Regions from separate parts of the Danio rerio genome. Here region 1 is linked to region 2. Evidence: chromatin contacts called from public HiChIP or PLAC-seq data. All regions are on one chromosome and are shown on one strand. The core of a region is the stretch at or near the end of the contact, and the rest is flanking DNA. Distances in the headings are between cores, read along the strand shown. Region 1 holds the start of cldn33b (claudin 33b). Region 2 holds the start of shroom2a (shroom family member 2a).

Region 1 (5,543 bases), core at 2,285-4,784, 110 kb before region 2:
GACAGAACATGCAAACTCCACACAGAAACACCAACTGAGCCAAGGCTCAAACCAGTGACCTTCTTGCTGTGAGGCGACAGCACTACCTACAGCGCCACTGCCTCACCCCAAGTATTCATTAAAATCTATTAATTAATTGAATTATGTAATCATAGGGCATGATTTAAGACATACTAACAGCATCCCCAACACAACATTTACATTAAATGAATCAATAGATACAATGTAGCCTAATTATTAATTTCATGTGTAAATAATTTCTGCAGTTACAACTTTAATTATATTGTTGAATTTACCTCTACATTTTGCACATCTTTAAACCCAACCATTCCACTGAATTTATACTTTTTTGCTACCTACAGTATTTATTTATTACAGTATTTATTTGGGGCGGTGCAGTGGGGCAGTTTGTAGCGCTGTCACCTCACAGCAAGAAGGTCGCTGGTTTGAGCCTCGGCTGAGTCAGTTGCCATTTCTATCTGGAGTTTGCATGTCCTCTCCATGTTCACGTGAGTTTCCTCATGGGTGCTCCGGTTTCCTCTACAAGTCTAAAGACATGCTCTAAGTGAACTGGATAAGCAAAATTGTCTATGGTGTATGTGTGTGAATGAGGGTGTGTGGGTGTTTCCCCGTGATGGGTTGCAACTGGAAGAGCATCCGCTGCATAAGTTGGTGGTTCCCCTGTGGAAGAAAATTCATTTATTTATTTGGGAAAGTTCACCCAAAATGAATATTCTGCAATCATTTACTTGCCCTTCCCTTGTTCAAAACCTATTTGAGTTTCTTTCTTCTTGATCAAAAAAGAAGATAATTTTTAATACTTCTCACTGATGGTACCCATTGTCTTCCATAGTATTTTTTCTTACTATGGCAGTCGATAGTTGTCAGTGACTACCATTCTAGAACATATCTTCTTTTGTGTGCAGCAGAAGAAAGAAACTCCTAATGGTTTAAAACCACATGAGGGAAAGTAAATAATGAGATAATTTCACTTTTAGGTGAACTATCCCTTTAATTTGTATTTACAATTTTTAATATAAGAACAGAATAAAGACTTTATAATAAAATGAGTTGAATTAAGTTGAGTTGAAAGTTGAATTAAAACTGATAATAGTTGAAATGACATACTATTGTTTTATTTTTATTTTTTTGCTTTAACAAACATTATTCTCAGACAAAGTGAAATGTGAGTGTCTGAAATTATGTGTTTGTTAAAAGGCAATTATGTGTTTGTGGACAGCCTCTGTGTGGCGTCACAGATTTCTCTCACTCTGCCCTACGTGGCTTTCTGACAGAAGTGTGATACAGTCTTAATGTAATTTGACATGCTGTAGAAGCCAGATATCAAACCAAAGGCGACAGACTCACACTTCAGGTAACACTCATTTTCTTGAGCATTTTTATATACAGTTAAAAAGTAATGATCAACTATTTAGTCTCCACTTTCCTTCCTAATCTGCAATTGCCTCTCTGGCTCCACCGCTAACTGTATTACAAATTTTTTTAAAAAGAATTACTAATGTTTTGCTTCTTACACTTTACAGATCTGAAACTTGCCTACAGCACTTATTCATTGTTGCTCTTATAGTTGTGTAAATTGCTACCTTGTCCTCATTTGGATAAAAGCGTCTGCTAAATGACTAAATGTAAATGTAAACGTATCAATGATAGTGGTTTACTGCACAAAATGTAATAATAAGACAACTGTTCAAAACTGCTTGAAGCTTTGATCATTCGCCTTAACATTTAATGACAGATGCTTGTTAAATGTAAAATATTATATATATTGATATATATATAGATAGCATTATTATTCTTATAGTTGTAGTACTGATTGTACTACTTTATATTATTATTATATATCAAAATATAAGATGCTGCATGTGACATAAGAAGGGCTTTGGAATACAAACTTATATTTTCTTTATGTTTTATTTGCACACAGAAAAGCCAGAGAAATGTTTTAAAGGTAACAGAAAATACTGAAAATCTGTAAATACTGAAATCAGCAAAAACATCTTAACAATTTTTTTTCTGTAAGGGTTTGAGTTTCAATTTATTTTGAATAGATACATTCATTGAATTCAATGGATGTTATTTTAGATGCCATGTCACTTGCATACCTGAAATAAAATGTTTTAAAAGAGCACTTCTAAGACAAGATATGTACAGATGATCAAAGTGATTCAAAAGAGGATCATTCACAAATCATGCAAACATTTTAATGCTGAAGAAATTAAATTAATTATTAGGTTTAATGGAAAAAAGTCTTTCAGATCCCACTGCAAAACAGCTTAAACTGATTTCTTTGATAATAATAATAATAATAATAATAATAATAATAATAATAATAATAATAATAATAATAATAATAATATAAAGTAGAAGTATTAGCAGTAATAATAATGATAATAATTACAATAGTAATAATACTACTTTATTATTATTATTTTAAATACAATAGTTTTGTATACTATTGTCTACTACTACTACTACTACTTATTATTATTATTATTATTATAGTAATAATATTAATAATAATATAAAGTTGTAGTATTAGTAGTATCATAATAATAATAATAACAATAATAAAAAGTAGTAGTAGTAGTAACAATAATAACAATAATAATAGTAGTACTACTACTACTACTACTACTACTACTACTACTACTACTAATAATAATAATAATAATATAAGTAATAAAAAGTAGTAGTAGTAGTAGTTGTAGTAGTAGTAGTAGTAGTAGTAGCACTACCACTACTACTACTACTACTACTACGAATAATAATAATAATAATAATAATAATATTTATAATAATAATAACATGAAGAAGAACTATTAGTAACACCAATAATAATAATAATAATAATAATAATAATAATAATAAAAAGAACAATTAGTAGCACCAATAATAATAATAATAATAATAATAATAATAATAATAATAATAAAAGTAGTAGTGATAATGATAATAATGCTATAAAATATAAACATAAAATATTTTACTTAAAAAAATCAAATAAAAACATCCTGGACTTATTGTCAGCAAACATCAAAGATCTCTGCTTAGGTACTCATTGCAGTTTTGGCATGCTCTTCTTAGCAAAGCTTATCTCTGACCCATTCGTTCCTCAAAAAATCCTTCATAAACAGTAAAAGCGTTCCTCCCTTTATAAACCTTTTACTTTTACCCATGGCAACCCCTTTTCTCTTTTGCCCAAGTGCTGTTGCCGATAGCAGGGAAATCAAATAAAAAGATACAAACAAACTGTAATGAGGTAGTAAAATCAAAATAGTTTGTCCCCTGAAAATGACAACAATCAGGATTTTAATGGCATCCTGTCTACAGTTTAATGGCATCCCGTGTGGCCTTTGGTCTCTTGCTGCCAGACCGGGGTCTGAATAAGAATCTTTACCTCTCTCTCTCTCTCTCTCACCCTCTCTCTCTCTCCCTCTCTCTAAAAAGGATCCAAGAGGGCAGGGCCTAAAGTCGAAGTGCCCATGTGTACACCTCCTCTACCTCTCATGTTCAGCTGATGAGTGCCTCTTACTGAAGTCTGACGGACTGTGAAGGACTTGCCTTGTCAGAAGAACTCTGCAAGATCACACCCGAGGTGCTGCTTTTGGTCTTTCCACGCTTTCCTCCTCTATCCCTCACTCATTTCTCTTATCGAGAGGAGGCTCTTGAAGCACCAGACAAACCTGAAGGCCGTCGGACCCCAAGGGGACACGGTAGCCAGAGGAGACCATGACAAACCCTTGCACGGTGGCTCTGGAACTCTTTGGGATGCTGATCGGGGCAGGAGGCTGGTTCTGTTCACTGGCCGCCACCATCATGCCTCAGTGGCTGTCACGTTCAACTGAACTGTTCGCCACAGAGAGCTTTGAACAAGGGCTTTGGGAGGTCTGTGTGATCCAGGAAGTGGCTGGCATGGAGTGTCGTCCCTATGACACCATCCTAGGTCTTGACCCCACTGTGATGCTGGCACGAATTCTGATGTGCATGTCGAATGCCACTGGGCTCCTCGGGATTCTCCTCGCCATCCCTTCCATGAGTCAGATCAAGTGCTGTAAGGGCGAGGAGGGACGCAAGACCAAGAGAGGGCTGAAGATCTCAGCTGCCGTGTTTTTGTGCATCGCCGGTTTGTTGGTTCTCACTCCAATATCTTATGTTGCTCACGATACAGTGATGAGATACTTCGATGAGAGTGTGCCTCATGTGGTGCCGCGCTCTGAGTTTGGGGATGCGCTGTTCATTGGCTGGTCTGCAGGACTTCTTTACATTGTGGCATCCGTGCTGTTGTTTGCCTCTTGCACTGACTCAGGAAACAGTGAGCCGCACTTGGTGTATCACCATCGAAGGCAGGATACCAGAACTTTGGATAGATCAGGAAAACGCACCGAGTACGTTTGAGACGATTCTCACTGTCTTAAAATCCCTGTTGATATTTCTTTTTAAAGAAATTTTAAAATTCTTTTAAGAACTTTTAACATTCAATCATAATAAAGGACTTTCTTATGATGCATTTATCCTTCAATATTTGAGCAGCCTGAATTTTGTGTTTTCAATGCCTTCAGTATGCATGTAGCGTCTGGAAAAAGTGACAACAATATCTTTGTTATTACTATTTTGTGAATATTGTCTTCAATTATTTTTTTAGCATGTTCTCACTCTATTCTTTCACGTTAATAGAGATTCCATCAGCTTAACATACATACAATGCAACAAGCACAAAAAAACATAAAGCTTTTGTTTCTGATTTTCCTTATGCATTTGCACGCCACACTCAACGTCACCTCCAAACACAACACATTGTTTGGAGCAACCGAACGGCACATGGAAACCTGCTGCTATTAATACTGGGTACTGTATACTTCACTAAGGCTTTTGCATTGTTAAAATCCACAGTTGCCTGACTACTTATTTTTTAACAAAAGGTTTCAGTACTTCTTGACTCATGAGTATTTGCACATTTATTTAGGGTTTCAGATTCCTTTACATGACTTTGATCTCTGCACTTTTGATTTTAGTAATTAAATATATAGTTGAAGTCAGGATTATTAGCCCCCTTTATATTTTATTTATTTATTTTTTATATTTTCCAAATGCTGTCTAACAGAGCAAGGAAATTTTCACAGTATGTCTGATAATATTTTTCTTCCGGAGAAAGTCTTATTTGTTTTATTTCATTTAGAATAAAAGTAGTTTTTAAATTTTTAAAAACTATTTTAAGCTTAAAATTATTAGCCCCTTTAAGCTTCATTTTTTCCGATAGTCTACAGAAATAAACATCGTTATATAGTAACTTGCCTAGTTACTTGCCTAGTTAATCTAATTAACCTAGTTAAGCCTTTAAATGTCACTTTAAGCTGTATAGAAGTGTCTTGAAAAATCTCTAATAAAGTATTATTGACTGTCATCATGGCAAAGATAAAATAAATCAATTATTAGAGATGAGTTATTAAAACTATTATGTTTAGAAATGTGTCTTCTCTCCGTTAAACAGATTTTTTTTTGGTTTTTTTGGGGGGGGGGGGGGT
Region 2 (5,547 bases), core at 1,692-4,191:
TTGTATAAATAATTTAAAAATATATTTCTTTATCCTTTAATCTTCTGGATATGCACAAAGCAACGTTGATGCTCAAACAATACATTGTTCAGCCGTATCATGCAGAATATGTACTTTAGAAGAACAAACTAACAGCCAATATGTTAATGACAAGCAGGCAATAAGTTAAAAGTCGATTGAGAAAATTGGTCCTTAACCTTAAGTGTAATCTTTGATCAAAGCAATTTCATGTCAAATACCTTTCACATTCATTTCATGTAATTTCAAACACTTGTCCGTGATCATAGGGGTTTTGTAATACTATTAAAATTTACGCACCTTTAGGGGGATCTTAACCCTTATGATTTATTTTCTGTTGTAAACAAAAAGAAGATATTTCAAAGAATGTTGGAGACCAGCAGTCATTGAAGCCCCCAAAATAAACAATATGTTATTACAGGGGATTTGTAATGAATGCCTTTTATAGTGATATGCTGTAACGTCAGACACCTCTCTGTGATCGCAGGGGTTTCGTGTCAAATGTCTTTTATATTCACATACTGTAACTTCAGATGACTAACTGTGATCACAGCGGTTTCATGTCAAAAACCTTTTGCATTCATATACTGAGATTTGAGACACTTGTCGGTGATCACAAGAATTCCATGTCTGTGAGCAGTAAAAAATTACACATTTAATAACATTTGAAAATTATAACGCTTTTATTAGTTCACATATTTGCCCAGATTACATTTAAATACATTGCTTATTCTTAAATGGCATTGTCAGCAATTTGGAAATCTGTGAGTGAATTTATTTTGAATTAGCTACAAAACAGTATGCACCAGATGCACACTTGTAGCTTTTCAGAAGGTGAAAGATGAAGGAAACTGAAAAAAAGAGGTATATAAAACTAAAATGTACAAAATAAAGGTCATTTTGAATCGACATTACATCTCATCAGATTCAAAATTACAACAAAAAAGAACTTTGTGACCTGTCTTTTTTATTTCCCCCACACCTTTGAAACGTTTTATGCCACAGTAATGCAACCCCTGGAATTTAGTGCATGCCCCGAGGGGATTGCCTCTTTTAGCACTTTAGTTGTAATTATTCAGAGAAACTTTCTCTGTCAAAACAAAAATCCAAACTCATCAAAATTTTACTACATTTGAAAGTAAATAAAATAAATAAAATTCAAATTACTGTATCCAGCAGCCTATATGCACAGGAAATGTTAACTACTAAATCAAATTCTTAAATTTGTATCTATTATGTTATCATGTAACTTTTATTTTAATAAATTAGCATGATTATTATAATAATCATTATAAAACAATACTGCACAGAAAATATGACCATTTAAAAAAGCAAAACTTTACACAAACAATGTTTTGTCCCTGACTGTTTTTTTCTTCTTCACGTGTACATTAGATATCTATGACTTTTTAACCGCGGAAATAGAACGTGTCCTATGTTTTCGCCACAACTGAAATCTGGACAAAACATTACAAGACGACAAAAACTAAAACAAAATTTCTTGCGTTGGCCGGGAATCGAACCCGGGTCAACTGCTTGGAAGGCAGCTATGCTAACCACTATACCACCAACGCTTGACAGAACCAGGAGCACTATCTAGTGCACTTCAAGCAAGGGCAGAGGTAGGGATAAATGTGGAAACAATTATGCAAAGCGTTAAATATGAAAAATGCACTTTTAAAATCAACGACCTGCTTTTTATTAAACAATTTTATCTCAACCTAAATTTATACTAAATAAAATTCAAAATTTTTATGGCTTTGCATTTTTGAGCATCATGACATGTAACGTTAGCTTAGCTGAGCTCTTTGTTTAAGTTACTACGTTACCTAAGAAAAAAGTTTGAGGTCTCTCTTTAACAGTAATGTCAAGGTTAAAGAAACAGTCCTGAAGGTCAAACTGTCCAAAATAGTCGACGAAAAGCTTACCTTGGTTATAAGAAGAGGTTCTCCGTGCTCCAGTCCTCCTCTGAGGGTAAAACCCCACGGTGCTCCCCCGGACAGGGTCACTTCCACTACTTTCCATCCCTCATCATTAACGTGATGTTCATTAAAACTCGCAGATCTGATTGAACTGCAAAAGCTCCTGTGATCGTCTTCTGGAAAACTGGGGTTCACCGGGTATTGGTTGATCGTGTCCATTTCATACAAGACCGTCTCTTAAACAACAAAATCTGGCTTTTTTATTTCACAAAATAAATCCGAGGTGAACCAATAAAAAAATCCTACATAGTCCAGCCACTGTTAATGTTAATCCACAAAACATCACACGAATGTCTGTCTCTAGGATACTTTGTTGCCTTGTTTCCTCCTCTGGACGAAGCGCTGTCCATCATTTACCTTAACTATTTAAGAAAACTGGAGAGTATTTCTACAGAACAAACAACCAAATTTAAAAACTTTTGTTCTGCTTCTTAAAACAAAGCGCGAAAACATTAATTTGTTTATTGTTTTTAACCCCCTTTCATCATGTTAGCATTAGCCAACGAATTCGGTCAAGTTTCACTCGCCATTAAATCAATTACGTCCTAAAGAGATATAAAAACGCTCACCGACTGACTGACAATAAAACAACCGACCGGATTAAAGTCGTAGACCCGAATTACAGATTAGTCAAACGGGTTTCCCAGTGATGTAAACTGAATGTTGTGGTCGTCCAGCGGTAATAAGTATGCCAGTTGAGCTAGCCTGCTAACCGCGAGCTTATTCAATCAACAAGTGGATGAACAACGCACTTCACATCTCTTCCCTAAACCGCATTATAAGTTGTCTAACTGTTGTCCGAACCGAAACAAACACATTCCCCTGGTGGTTTTCACCCTAACGCAGCATGAGCTCGGAGAGGAGGCACAAAGGCTGAAATGCTGGATCATAGGGTGATCTGTTGGGTTTGTACGGATTACTCTCAGGAGGGGGAGAGACCCGATCTACCTGTGCGCGTCACCAGAAATTAGAAGAGAGCAGCGCAGCAGCGGCCTCTGCTGGTGTCTGTGACGATAATATCTCATGCTTTGCAACGCATTGGCCAATGTTGATTTTGGATCACTTACGCTAGTGCCTTTGCCCCACACTTGGGTGTCACATACACCGATGCAGGTCTGAAAAGGTATTTTATTGCTTTATTTTTATTTTATTATTAAAAAGTGCCACATGCAGTTGTCTTCAATTGAATCACCAAGGACTAAATACACAAATAAATGTGTATGTTCACAGCAAATGTTCTGGTAGCAATAAAAAGAGGGAGATGTAATAAAAATTCTTCATAAGCAACCATGACATTACACTTTTTTTTTACCCAGCATTGAGCTCTTCAGTGATATACAAGCACTTGTGCAACGCTATGGCGGGCAAGCAAGTTTACAATGTTAGAAAAATCATGTGGACATATAAAAGGGTATTCGTTATGAGTAGTATGTGCAGAGAAGTAAATCTTTACTAATAGACAAATCTGCACACTCATTTGTAAGTTGCATGATTAATGATGAAGTCGCTGGTGTTTTCTTGTATTGATTTCATGGTCACACTTTACAATAAGGTTCATTAGTTAATGTTAATTAATACATTTACTAACATGAACAAACAATGAACAATACATCTACTTCTGTATTTGTTCATGTTAGTTAACGTTAGTTAATGAAAATACAGTAGCTCATTGTTAGTTCATGTTAATTCATGGTGCATTAACTAATGTTAACAAGCATGGACTTGGATGTTAATAATGCATTAGTAAATGTTCAATTATGATTAATAAATGCTGTACATGTGTTGTTCATGATTAGTTCATGTTAGTAAATGCATTAACTAACGAACCTTATTGTAAAGTGTTACCGATTGCATACCTGCATCTGATTGTAAAGGTTGGTGGATGCAAATTAGATGCAAACCATATCACCAATAGAGGGTATTGAAAAACTCTTTTTAGAGCACTGGGAGAAAAGCAAATAAACAAAACAATCTAGTTTCATTGTCACTGACAGCCGAAAGCAAAAGAGCATTTACACATTCAGCAACAGGTCATTACAGACCTCTAAACCAGTAGTTCTTCTCATCAGCTCGCCACATGCTAGCATAAAGCAAGAAATCGCTCTGCAAATTACCCAAATTGCCACATAAATTACCTAATGACTAATTAATGGTTAATGCATTAGAATTAGAATGATGTTGGTATATCAGTGACGATGTGAATACAACCAGGGCTTTGAAACTGCTTTAGGTAATAAGTGTCAAATGTGCATATACCAATATATAAATGAAAGCAGAAGTAAAAAGAAGGGAAAACTTATAGTTCATGTACTAGTTCAATGCTTTTATTACAGACTTTATTATGCTCACAGCATGGTGTCCATACACTCTAAAAATGCTGGATTGTCATAACTCAACATTGCATTTGTCCATATTGGACTCAACGTTGATCCAGCATTTTTTAGACTGTATGTTTATAGTGTTTCGTCAACCAGAAGTTTGGCAAGTCACACACTCAAAAATTAAGTCGTATGTTGTTCAGACTAATGAACTTTCATATCAGTGTCAAAAGGGTAATTGCGCTGATCTAAGTGTACAGAAAGAAGAACACAATTAAACATTTGCTCTAATGTCTAGAGTGAAATGAAGAGTTGAGACGTTGGCAGAGCTGAGAGGTGTGAGCATGACTGCTGCATGCTGTCCTTGATGTACTGCCATGGAAACACCACAAGCAGACATACTTTTCAACATTCTGATCTTTTTTATTTCAACCATAATATTGAAACAATTTAGCCTCAAAGCTTCACGAGGACAAGTACATGTTAACATCACATATATGATGTTGTTTTGGAACATGTTAGACATGTAGTTTTGGAACATTTTCATTTTGAAACAACAGAAATAATGTGATTACATCACCCTTTTCACATGAAAATGTGCCAAATCTGCCTGTTTTATGTGTTTGATGTGCATTTTTACAATGTCATTGCTCATGTGAAGCTTTTTAGTTAAAGAAAGTCATTTTGAATAATTAATAGCAGTAATGGATCATTTTAGGCAGCATGGTGGTGCAGTGGGTTGCACTCACAGCAAGGAAGTCGCTAGTTCAAGCCCCAGCTGGGTCAGTTGGCATTTCTGTGTGGAGTTTGCAATTCTCCCTGTGTTCACGTGGGTTTCCTTCGGGTGCTTCGTTTTCCGTCACAAGTCCAAAGACATGTGCTATTGATGAATTGGGTAAGCTAAATTGTCTGTAGTGTGTGTACAGTGCTCAGCTTAAATGAGTCCACCCCATTTAGAAAATGAATATTTTTCATCCATTTCTTAGTAAATATAGCCAATGTACTTTGGTGCATTTGAACAAAACAGATTTATATTTATTCAAATGATATTTTAGTCACCAAACATATTTAGAAATCGAAAGATAGTACAATTAAATTCAAGCAAAATATTGCAAAAATAAATTACAACCTGCAAAATTTCAGCTAATTTTTTTTATTTTTATCATTTTGCTTCTCTTGATTTTTCCTCTTTTTTCAATTTGTATTTAATATTTTTCTGTAACATATAA

Evidence for each region. HiChIP or PLAC-seq counts read pairs in DNA pulled down with a chosen protein or histone mark.
Region 1: a contact with region 2 is called in an H3K4me3 HiChIP or PLAC-seq map of embryo, with 4 times the contacts expected there. The contact joins the promoter of cldn33b here to the promoter of shroom2a in region 2. A contact is called at or near these places in 2 of 4 datasets of contacts at active chromatin or transcription factors (embryo and gastrula embryo).

Annotation. Positions count from the first base shown.
Region 1 is chr6:32,996,945-33,002,487 of GRCz12tu, reverse strand. cldn33b (claudin 33b) reads left to right here and starts at 3,534. Exons shown (of 1, transcript NM_001045383.1): 1 at 3,534-4,540. The coding sequence starts at 3,751. The coding sequence ends at 4,416.
Region 2 is chr6:32,884,918-32,890,464 of GRCz12tu, reverse strand. It overlaps shroom2a (shroom family member 2a), which reads right to left and starts at 2,941. Exons shown (of 11, transcript XM_073954242.1): 1 at 1,947-2,941. The coding sequence starts at 2,159. It overlaps trnag-ucc (transfer RNA glycine (anticodon UCC)), which reads right to left and starts at 1,592; the gene lies at 1,521-1,592.